Linked DNA regions of Danio rerio: region 2 is linked to region 1. The links are chromatin contacts, called in public Micro-C maps. All regions are on one chromosome and are shown on one strand. Each heading gives the region's core, a stretch centred on a gene start, on an enhancer-like site or on the middle of the called end of the contact. The rest is flanking DNA. Distances are from core to core; before and after follow the strand shown. Region 1 overlaps copb1 (COPI coat complex subunit beta 1). Region 2 overlaps tub (TUB bipartite transcription factor).

Evidence for each region. A called contact is a pair of places that touch in the nucleus more often than the background predicts.
Region 2: a contact with region 1 is called in a Micro-C map of caudal fin, with 11 times the contacts expected there. The contact joins two enhancer-like sites. A contact is called at or near these places in 2 of 18 Hi-C or Micro-C datasets (caudal fin and an unstated tissue).

Annotation. Positions count from the first base shown.
Region 1 is chr7:27,839,594-27,843,001 of GRCz12tu, forward strand. It overlaps copb1 (COPI coat complex subunit beta 1), which reads left to right. Exons shown (of 22, transcript NM_001002013.1): 14 at 1,200-1,320; 15 at 1,407-1,634; 16 at 1,791-1,970. Among named protein-coding and RNA genes, the nearest start is that of copb1, 15 kb to the left of the region's middle. Within about 2 kb of position 1,843, at least 1 of the 62 cell types and tissues checked has an H3K27ac peak or open chromatin away from gene starts, as enhancers often do. A contact at or near this core is called in caudal fin, where this site is marked.
Region 2 is chr7:27,979,528-27,982,544 of GRCz12tu, forward strand. All of the region lies in intron 1 of tub (TUB bipartite transcription factor), which reads left to right. Among named protein-coding and RNA genes, the nearest start is that of tub, 59 kb to the left of the region's middle. Within about 2 kb of position 1,339, at least 4 of the 62 cell types and tissues checked have an H3K27ac peak or open chromatin away from gene starts, as enhancers often do. A contact at or near this core is called in caudal fin, where this site is marked.

The DNA.
Region 1 (3,408 bases), core at 593-3,092:
TTAATAATGATTGAGAGCTCATAAACCCCTTGGCTCATAAGTTCTTTTCACATGCACGGTATGAAACATGACCATATGAGCATAATGTGGTTCCTGATAGGGGGTAATAGTGTACGAGTTTGAACAACAGAAAAATGTGTATGCTCACTTTAAATGTATAGTTTACCCAAGATACGTGTTATTCACCCTTCACTTGACTGTTTTCCTGTCGAACACTAAGGGTGCTTTCACACCTGCCTTATTTAGTTTGGTTGATTCACACTAGATTTCGTTTTCCCCTTTTGGTGCGGTACGTTTAGGCAGGTGTGAATCTAGCAATCACACTCAAGTGCGTATCAAAAGCGGACCAAACTAAAACCCTACCGCAAAAAGTACTGCACCTTTTTGGACTAATCCAGCTGCCGTAGACCGATGCGCTGTGCATTATGAAATGTGAAGGAAAAATAATTGTTGACAGCGCTTTACCAACAGAGAGAGAGAGAGGGAAAAATATTACCTGATGGATTGCTGGTATTATTTCCGGAAGATGACCATCTCGCAGTTTAGCAAAATAAATTTACGCCTCCTTCTGAAGTGACTTACTATGTGCCTTTTTCGTTTGTAATGCTTTAAAACATTGTTTTCCGGCTGCAGCCACGCTTTATTCTCGAAATGTAACTATAGTTTGTCTAAAGTAATGTATACAATCAATCACCGCAGTCGTAGCTCCATAGTCATTTTGTGTCTGCCAGTTTGTTTACTTGCTGGAGTTCCATTGGCATTTTCCTGCGCATGAATTCTGACCAATCAAAAAGCAGTTTAAGAAATATGCTCAATAAAATCTGGCCAATGAGTAATGTGGATTTTGTCAGATGACTGCATTTTGGTTCTTTTCAACTGGTTCAGACCAAAGCAATCAATGTGGTGTAAAAAGGACCCAAAGACAGCAGAAAATGCTATAATGTATCATTTATTGCCCTTGGTCCGGATAAAATGAAGCAAACTACAGATGTGAAAGCACCATAAGATATTTCGAATAAAGCTGAAAACCTGTATCCATTGACTTTCATGGGAGGTAAAACAAATACTATACAGTCAAAGGTAGGTTACAGGTTTTCAGCTTTCTTCGAAATATTTTTTGTTGTGTTCAACAGAATCATCTCTACTGTACTGATTTACCACAGATAATTTCATCTTTATCATACATGTCTATTCCGCAGGCCTCCTCTGAGGGGTTTCCTGATGGATGGAGACTTTTATGTTGCTGCCTCACTGGCCACCACCCTCACCAAAGTGGCCCTGCGCTATGTTGCCCTCGCAGAAGACAAAAGAAGACAAAATGTAAGTTTGCATGTTTATCACTGCTTCTCTGATGAACTCTGGGTCAGCATATTAATCAAGTCTAATGGATGTTTTCCTACTCTTAGTCGTTCGTAGCAGAGGCCATGCTGATCATGGCCACTGTGCTCCATCTGGGCAAGTCATCTCTACCCAAGAAGCCCATCACTGATGATGATGTGGACCGGATCTCACTGTGTCTCAAGGTCCTGTCCGAGTGCTCGCCTCTTATGAATGACATCTTCAACAAAGAGTGCCGCAGATCCCTGTCCCATATGCTCGCTGTTCGACTGGAAGAGGAGAAACTGTCTCAGAAGGTAAACATGTTAATGCTTGTTGATTACCTACTAAATAATGTGCTCATGTTACTGCTACATCCATGTAAAGGTGATTCTTTTGTTATGCTATGACTAGATTGTTGCTGGTTTTATTTGTGGCCATTTTAATAAATTCTGCTGTTCTTGTTTTATCAGAAAGAGTCTGAGAAGCGTAATGTGACTGTTCAGGCCGACGATCCAATCTCCTTTATGCAGTTAACTGCTAAGAATGAGATGGCGTCCAAAGAGGACCAGTTCCAGCTCAGTCTGCTGGCCGCTATGGGCAATACTCAGAGGAAAGAAGCCACAGATCCACTGGCCTCCAAACTTAATAAGGTGTTTAGCAGATTTTGTCAGTTTGAATCTTGTTTTTGTAATGGTGACTAACTAGCTGGAGCCTAAACATAGTTGAAAAGTTTGTCTGTTCACCACCAGAGGGCATGTTTGTTCAACTGATGGAAATTTTAACGCTTAAAGGGATAGTTCACTCAAAGCTGTTCGACTTTCTTCTGTTGAACACAAGATATTTTGAAGCAACCTGGAACCTGTTCAATTATGGGGAAAAAATCATAATCACGATTTTGTTGGTCATAATTGTAATCATGATTATTCAAAATGATATACAGATGAAGTCAAAATTATTCTCCCTCCCGTGAATATTATTATTATTTTATTATTATTATTATTATTTTTTATATATTTCCCAAATTATGTTAAACAGAGCAAGGCATTTTTTGCAGTAATTGCTATAATATTTTTCTTCTGGAGAAATTCTTATTTGTTTTATTTTTTTTCTAGAACAAAAGCATGTTTAAATACTTTGAAACCTATTTTAAGGTCAATATTATTAGCCCCCTTAAGCACAATATTTTTTGATTGTATGCAGAATAAGCTACTGTTATACAATGCCTTACCTAATAATCCTAATTAAGCCTTTGAATTGCACCTAAAGCTGAATGCTTGTATTTAAAAAAATATCTAGTTAAATATTATGTACTGCAAAGACACCGCATAGCAAAGATAAAAGAAATCAGTTATTAGATAAATGACTTATTAAACTTATGTTTACAAATGGGTTGAAACAATCTTCTCTCCGTTAAACAGAATTTGAGGGAAAAAGGGTTGCTAATAATTCAGGAAGGCTAGTAACTCTAATTACAATACAAATGTGTCCAACTGGAGAGGGGGAGGTATATGATGCAATAATCCTTTTATCTTAATTAATGTTTTTTTTTATAATCGTTTGAAGTCGAAATCGAAACTAAATTTTCGATTAATTGCACAGCCCTAGTATATAGCAAGTAAATGTTTGGGTGAACTGTCCCTTTACAGCATCACTTCTGGCAACAGTCTAAGAATGTCCCACTTGTGTACAGGAACTCAGTAAAATATATCCATATGAACAAATAGTTTGTGCTAATCAGTTAGATTACCATGACTGTTTATTGACTTAAAGGCTTCCCAGTGACGTTTGAAGTCCCTCTCTGCTTATTGGCTAATAGGTTACCTATGGTAAATCATCTCTTTGTACAGGGAAGGAATTAAGAAATGTAAATGTTATGTTTTTTTTTTCTCCTAAATTATTACAAGCCATTTTGACACCCTGTAGTAATATGCAACTTGGTCAGCTGGGTCACAAGTAAATATGGGACACACACACGGCTTTTTATATACTTTATTTATAGGAAGTTTTTTTTTTTTTTTTTTACAAATTTGCACAGAAAAAAAAACAAGCAGTCAACAACAACAAAAGACAAATGTACAAACAAACATC
Region 2 (3,017 bases), core at 89-2,588, 140 kb after region 1:
TAGCACGATGAATAAACATTTTTGTAGGAATAATTTCTCAGCCAAATTTAATTTGAAACTAACCTGCAATTAATATGGTAAATTATTCGCCACATAGTGTACTTAATTGGTTTCAATGCTTTTTAAAACTAATTAACATATGTAGGCGTCACGGTGGTGCAGTGGGTAGCACTGTCGTGTCGTCTCACAGCAAGAAGGTCGCTGGTTTGAGCCCCGGCTGGGTCAGTTGGCATTTCTGCGTAAAGTTTGCATGTTCTCCCAGTGTTCACGTGGGTTTCCCTTCACAGTCCAAAGACATGCAGTATAGGTAAATTGAATATGCTAAATTGTCCGTTGTGTAAGTGTGTCAATGGAAGAGTGTATGGGTGTTTCCCAGTGTTGGGTTGCGGCTGAAAGGGCATCCGCTGTGTTCGAGCATCCTGCTGGATAAGTTCATTCTGCTGTGGCGACCTCAGATTAATAAAGGGACTAAGCCGAAAAGAAAATGAATGAATGAACATTTGTAATGGTTTATCTATGAATCATTTTTTTTAAAGACTATTATGAGAACAGTGATTTGAATAACAGAGATGGTGCAAAATGTATTTTCTCTTGTTTATTTATTTATTTATTTATTTATTTATTTATGCAATTGTCTGAATTAAATCTTCATTGGATTAATGTCAGAATATCATAGAATAATGTATATTTTGAGCTATTCGCTAACAAAATAAGTAAGTTTGTTTACATATTATACAGTATGTGCACGTACTGTTATTATGCATATATAAAATGCACACACATACATGGATATGCTTAAAGTTAGATAAATATTAACATGTAAATTTTTTATATACAGTATATAAGGGTGTCACTGTGGCGCAGTTAACAGCACTAATATAAGTTGAAAATGGAAAAAATGGACAACGCATATGAAGCATGATGTCTTTATATATTATTTTCCACTAGATGTCAGTGTAAATCCTGTCATTGATCTCCTTGGCTTGCATTGAGGAATTAATCAAAAAAAACTGGATGCTTTCGAAGAACTGATCTATTTTTACTCAGTCTATGATTCATTGCAATTCACCTATATTAAAGTACAGTGCACATATTGTATATGCAGAAATATGTATATGTATCTGCAAAATCAAACTGGAGCTACAGTGTATTCCTCTTCTCTTTCTTCTCTTGTATGTCTTCTGCAGTGTAGTGATAAGGCATCTCCATTCACAGCTCATCAGTGTATGTGAGTACTATTACAATAGCAGAGCTGATGGCTGCACATGATGTGTTTCATAGGCTGATACTGTGCTCCATTTTGTTCTGTGCTTTTTTTTTTTTTTTTGGCAGTAATTAGTCTCTTGTTGCTATGGTTGTGGGCTGCGGTGTTGCAGTGTGTGTGTTGGTTGAAGCAACCAGACGTGGCAAAGACGTCATCTCATTAGTAGCAGTCGGTGAGAGTGTGAAAAGCAGACACAGTCGCTAGCATGTGTGCATAATCAGTGCTTAGAAATGCCAAAAATTAACCTGGAATATTGCTGTGCTGTGGTATTTGGGATTCTTTGGGTTAAAACCCTGTTTCTGTGATATTTAAAGGAGGATTAGATGTGCTATTTTGCTCCTTTAATTAAACTTGATGATGTGCCAGCATCTCAGAAATGTCATGTTTTGAAAACTTTTAACCTTTGGCAATTAAAAGTGAACTTGACATTGAATTAGTATTAATTATATTACCAGAAACAATGGGATAAATCTACAACAGGTCTGTCTGGTTCTCAAATGTGATTGGCTGACAGCCGTGCAATATTCTGCAATGACAGCACTCTTACAACCTCTTCATTCTTATGTGTTACTTCACCCACATAGAGTGACAGCAGATCAATAAACTTACTACAGTTTGACAAATATTGCAGCTGTTGGGCAACATAATGTGCTTTTGAGGCTTTTTATGTGAGAATGTAGTTGTTTAGATTAGAAAAACATCTGTAAATTAATGGTTTTCCATATTTTGTGATTCCTGTTTCCCTATTTATTTATGTTTTTGAATGGCGATGTTGAACCTTGATTTTTCTTCCAAAGAAAAAAAAATTAACCTTGCTTTAAAGTTCTAAAAAGTCACTGATATTAATTTTTTTTTTAATATATTTTAAAGTGATATATTGTCTGGGTTGGTGTTTATTGGAAAAAAAAACCTTATAATAAACTGTCTATACATTTTCTTTTTCTATACATTTTACATGTTTATTTCCCTCTATATTATTTCTTATACAGTATGTTATTTCCAACTAAAGGTCAATAACAGTCACTTTGTTGAACTGTAGAGTTAAACATCAAAACTTGAAAGAGCAAAGACCAAGGTCACAAATGGAACCATAAATAAACAGAAAGCACAAAATAGACTGTATTAGTGTTGTAAACTGTTCATTAACAGACAGTTTTTTTAGTGTAGAGATAGGATAGCACCAGCAGCAGCAACACTGATTTGATATCACTTTACATGTAATAATATTAAATGTTTTGAGTTGACTGTATTAGCAGTATTTTAAGACAAAAAAAAAACATCTTGCTAGTTGTTATAGAAATGTTTTAATCAAAGCATAAAAGTAAAATGAAATAAAACTGTAAAAATATATAATAATAATATAAGTTGTACAGACATGTAGTATGTAGATAGAACAAAAAACTAATAAAAATAACAAAAATTCAACATAATTATCCAAACCTTGAGATTAAAATGGAACAGAAAATGTAAATATAGCAAAAATTAGACTTTGAAATTTAGAAGTAACTTAAAAAAGAATTAAAATACTTATTCATTAATTTTCCTTCAGCTTAGTCCCTGATTTTATCAGAGGTCACCACAACGGAATGAACTGCCTAAAACACTCTTTTAATAGTTTTAATTAAAATAATAATAAATATAATAGTCTAAATATAATAGTCATAATATAATATAATATAATATAATATAATATAATATAATATAATATAATATAATATAATATAATATAATATAATATAATATAATATAACAT